2 separate regions of the Siniperca chuatsi genome follow, and region 2 is linked to region 1. The links are chromatin contacts, called in public Hi-C maps. All regions are on one chromosome and are shown on one strand. The core of a region is the stretch at or near the end of the contact, and the rest is flanking DNA. Distances in the headings are between cores, read along the strand shown. Region 1 holds the start of LOC122866136 (formin-binding protein 1). Region 2 overlaps LOC122866136 (formin-binding protein 1).

Region 1 (2,700 bases), core at 186-2,685:
GGGTTATAACAAGTTCGGCACTCATTAAAGGTGACTTTAAGTGGGACGAAAAGTGGCATCATTGCACAGGAATGTACTGTAGTAAGGTCACTGGGTTGCTACTTTGTCTTCTATTGTTGCTCACAAACGTTTTGGTAGCCTGATGAACCAAAAAATTAATAAGATATAAGGTTATCCTAGATCCCCCTGATTTAGTGTCAAGACTACATCTAAGACTAACCTATCAGACATGCAAATAGTTTATTAGTCCCAGATTTGAATGCTAAATTTCAAATGTTGTGAATAAAATAAAAATATATATAAAAGATGTTTGCCATAAATGTCAACTTTTTTTTAATCATCTTGATGATAAAAGTATCTGGAGTAAAATTAGCAAGCTATTTAAGTAGTTATTTAATTGTTACTTCAGTGCAATAACTAGTGAGTTAACCAGTTACTTTTCACCACTGTTTGCTACAAAACAGCAGTGCTTCAACACCCTTTTGTAACGTTATGCAGATAAATAAGAGAACTTACCCTCATCTACTTCCTCTACTGACAGTGATTATACAACCTGTAAAATGCACGCAATTTACCAGCTTGTTAAACATTTATGAAACCGTTACAAAAAAAAAACAAGTGTCACTGTAACACGAACAGATTCAACAACTTAGCCCCGCAGGAATAACGTTAGCTGTTATATTGTGAGGGGGTGTGTGCGAAGCGTGGTTCAAAATGCTCAAATGTAAACTAAAATGGATGGTTAGCTAGCTTTTCCACGGATACCCTCCTTTGCCAACTAGCTACATCATGTTACTGATATTGAAACGAAATGTAACACAAGTCAGCGTTGCCGACATCAGAACAAACACACATTAAGCTTCAGTGAACACCGCTACAAATTAGTTGGCTAGCGTCAGAGGCTGAACACGCGCAAAACAGCGGATACTAAACGTCGTTTTAGCGGCAAACATGTAGCCACTGCGCCTTGCCACACGCACGTTTATTTTATCTGAGAACCGTTAGGTCCATACAAGCTCAATAAAAAGCGTGAACAAACGATACAAGTGCAGTGAGACTCACCCATAGCTCTGACCCCCAGCTCATGGTTTCAGTACGATGTCCTCGAAATAATCCACAACTCGTAAGAGGTGTTTTCAGCACACACAAACCTGATTTTAGCGTTTGTGGTATTCGTCTGTCAACGACGAAAAAAGGGGCCTCCTATACTCGTTTTATTTATTTTTTTCAACGTCTCATCCTGTCAAGGATACAAGATGGCCAGGAGCTGCAGCATAATCTTCAAACAGGATAGTCTCGCTATATGCAGCGCGCGGGCACCCGCTTCGACCCAATGACAGCTGCTCCTGCGCGCGCACAGGCAAGAAGGGGAAAAAAAGGATGGTGGGGGGTGTCTCTGCAGGGCAGTCCAGTAAAGCCTTTACAAATATCGGTGCTCACCCACTCTTCCTTGTGCGTTTGAACTGATGAGAAGCCATGTTTTGAAATGCGTTAAATGCTGAAGGAACATGGGGAGGGGGGTCAAAAAGGTCACCACCCATGGCAGATGTTTCATTGAATACCCCTAGAGGGTTTAAAACAAACTTCTGGGCAACCGACCCTACTTTCTCTTTCTGTCTTTGTCTTTGATAAGACGTAAAGTAATCATGCATGTCGCTGAACATCCTAGATTTACTTTACACATACCCCACAGCAGCCACAAGCTTCCACTTTGCCCACAGGATGTGTGTTGGAGGTGCAGGGTTTATAAACTTTGATGCACAAAGAATCAGAAGATAGAAAAGTGCTGCTAAAAACCTGCTGCTCAGCTGGTGGAAGGCAGCATCATAAAAGGGGAAAAAATATATGTAGTGATGGCAGTCTGCCTTTCTGCCCCTTGCACAAGCTTAACTATGAGTTTATTCAAAACTTTGAGCCCTACTGGTGACCTTTGGATGCTCTGTTAACATAATTATGACCTGATATCAGCTATTAATCTATATGGAAAACTAATTGTGGATAAATTTGAGGCACCCAGCATCCCCATAATTAATCCCAAGATTGCAAATGATCAGTGCATTTACATTTTTTTTTTCAATCCCTGCCTTCTTATAGTGGCTCCATCTTGTTCCTATTGATAATATTCCTTTCCTGACTTTATAATGACAGCTAAGTTCAGAATGCATTTCTACATCAATAGTCCTCAGGGACTGTTGATTTGGTCTGGAAAATAGACAAAAGTGGATTTTGTCTATACTCTTTTATTGCATTTTAACCGGATATTTTGTATACTATTTTGTAGTGTGTGACAGTTGTCTTAGTCTGTTTAAGTTGTTTGTATTTATTGTTGTAATAGTGTTGTGATGCTCCCCTCTTGGCCATGGTCTCTCCTGAAAAAGTTTATTTATAGAGCACATGTAAAAACAGCTGTTGACACTAGTAATTTAAAAAAGGTAAATAACTGTATTAAAGGCATCAAATAATCTTATTCGTTATTAAGGGAAGTCAAAACAGTTGTAAAAAGACAAAAACACTTATTTTGTGGCAAGCCCAGTCAGATACCTCAATATACTCTATTTATACTGACCGATCACATTCAGACATAAAACATTCACCGTATCAGCAGTTATCATTATCATGGTCATCATGATCACTGTGATTAATTATGTGAATCATTAAATAAGCATTAAGTTTAATGACAATAATTCCTTTGTGTTTAGC
Region 2 (2,700 bases), core at 59-2,558, 55 kb before region 1:
TGACGGTAACACAACCACGACATAAAAACAAACAAACAACAAAATAACATACAAATGAGACAACGACATGAGTCTGAGGTCCATCGTTGTGTCACAGCAAAAATTAAATTATTAAATTAAATCCAAAAATAAAAAAGAGAGCACAACAAAAACATAACGGCGTACAGAACGTTATTAACAACGTGTTACTGGGAGGACGTGACATGCGTGCTATGGTCATGCCGCTATGGTCGTGCAGTTATACGGTCATGCTTACCAGCTTGAGAGAAAGCTTCATGGGAGGAGAGAAGAGAGAAATGGCGAGGAGCAGGAGAGAGAAAGAGACAACAGACAAAAGTCAACATCAGGAGAATATTACGGCCATTTGTTTCATTTTCCTTTAAACAAAAACTGTTTACATGTATTTTATGATATCGCTTTGCTTTGCCAAACTTCACCATCTAAGGAAAAGAGGGTATCTGAAGGATCAGGATTTATATGCTAGTTCAATTATGAAAAAGCTCTTTCAGCAACAGTTTCAGCTATAAACTCCCCATTCTTTTCTAATGTGGTGAAGTTTAACATTTGTATAATGATGGGTTACTGAAAAATGAGAAATAAATTGGCAAAAAGGCCAACCAACTGCACAAGCATGAAGTACTGAATGAGAAAAAAATTAAGGGAAGACAAGTGAAAATAAATGTAAAGAAAGAAGTAGAGGGATAATGACTGCGACAAGGACGGATGTACCCTTTACTTCTTGATCCCTCTCTGCTGCCATTACAATGACACGCAAGAGACAGCAGAGGGCGCCAAAAGCATGTATGACATTAGCAGATCCATACGTTGACATGAAGGCAGATACTGAACGCAGACAAGCTGGAGAGACCCCTTCAAAACCAAAGTATCAAAACTCACTTGTAACGAAGAAAAATCTACACATATCCAGGTATATATATATATATATATATATATATATATATATATATATATATATATATATATATATATATATATCTCAAATGAAAGTGGCTGAATGAAGATACAAAACAAATAAAGAGTAATTATGAACTAAAAGGCAAGTAGAGTAAAAGAACAAGCAAAAAGAACAAAAGACATGGTTGTAAAAGTGTTTTAACAGCTCATTTACACCATCTGCTGAGTGATTTTTGAGAGGATGTGGTTATGTTTTGAATACAAAGAACAGAGTAGAGAGCAGGTTAACAATCTTTGGCCGGTAGAGCTGGAGCAGATGACTTGTAATCCTGTTAGAGGCTCACAGGCTGGTGCACTGTGGAGCTCTACTCACTTTAGTCCACTAATCAAGTCATCCACCTGGAATGGCCTGTTATGGTCCTCACTATGACGCCTTGTGATCCTCCCTCTCACCTCCCAGAGAGGCGAGAGGGAGGCGTTACATTGTTACATTTCCACATGTGTGAAGCTTCACTTACATACATGCATGCATATCACTGAGAGTATTTTTTGTGTTAGTATAAGTAATAAAAATGCTTCATAAACTCTAGGTTAGGATCTCGTTTGGGCCTTTTTTCTGTTTGTAGTGGTTCAGATATGGACTATATTCTAATGAATCTGGGTATAAGAGAAATTAAGTAAAAGCTATTATTTATCACATTTCTTACAACTTAAAAATGCTCTTAAATTTAAAAGAGCTCCAGAGGTCTCTGAAGTTGGTTAAGAGTAGATCTTAGATGACTGCAGTACAGAGACAGAGGTGGGCTACACTCTTTCTTTTCTGCTCCACTTTGGTTTTCCTTTTGTTTCCATTTCAGCCAATTTCACATTGTTTCATCCATATTTGTATATTTATTTATTATAAATATATTGGATTGCTGTCAATTTCGCATGTTAATTACTACTACAAGCATTAAGACCTTCACACAAATAAATTAAACTTTTAAATTTAAATCACATATGTTTTTGTGGAATAAAATATAACTTATTAAAAAGGATTTTTTTTAAAGAATGAACACTGGGGCAGATGCAGAGTCCCTGATTGGGTAGTCCTGCTCTGAGTATACGTGTGATAAATCATGCGATCACTTGAGAGCTGCACTTTACTGTAAGTGGGATTAAGTCGCATGATAAATGTGTTTTATTCTCGACTTTCAGCGAAGATTTTTTTACTCCTTCTTTAGTGTGATGATTAGTGTTTGATAAATACGGGCCCTGGTTCATAGATCTACCTGGACTCTTTCCAACCACCAAGACAGACATAGATATACAGGTATAATATGGCCCTTACAGACAGTTAACATCGCTGCAGTATGGCACACCAGCACAAACAAAGCCCTGGAGGGGTGAATTCTGGGTACTTTAGGCTGAACCCAGATCCAAAGTGTGACCAACACCTCGCCTAATGTTACATCCACCTGACAGTGAGATTTAAATAGCAAGTAGGGGTGATTGCTGGGATGAATAGTATCCTCACACCCATAATCCCCCACAGCCTCAGGTGCTTGTGACACTTTGTGAATTGACCCCTAGTAGATGCTCAGTGGGGAAGCCCTGAAACAGCTGCAGGACAACAGTGAGCAACAAGAAACCTCAAGCTGATACATGTGATGTGGGATGAAGTCATCATCTTCTCCGATCATTCGCCCTGTTTCTACACGTGTCAGAGCCATGTGATCAATACTGAGCCAGGCACAGACACTAGCCTCCTTTGTGAGGAAATTTTGCCTCATTTACTGTGACAAA

Evidence for each region. A called contact is a pair of places that touch in the nucleus more often than the background predicts.
Region 2: a contact with region 1 is called in a Hi-C map of an unstated tissue, with 7 times the contacts expected there. The contact joins the enhancer-like site here to the promoter of LOC122866136 in region 1. A contact is called at or near these places in 2 of 3 Hi-C or Micro-C datasets (skeletal muscle and an unstated tissue).

What each region holds. Positions count from the first base shown.
Region 1 is chrLG18:6,390,314-6,393,013 of ASM2008510v1, reverse strand. It overlaps LOC122866136 (formin-binding protein 1), which reads right to left and starts at 1,435. Exons shown (of 15, transcript XM_044175422.1): 1 at 1,063-1,435. The coding sequence starts at 1,086.
Region 2 is chrLG18:6,445,194-6,447,893 of ASM2008510v1, reverse strand. All of the region lies in intron 9 of LOC122866136 (formin-binding protein 1), which reads right to left. Among protein-coding and RNA genes, the nearest start is that of LOC122866136, 55 kb to the right of the region's middle. Within about 2 kb of position 1,308, the one cell type or tissue checked has an H3K27ac peak away from gene starts, as active enhancers do.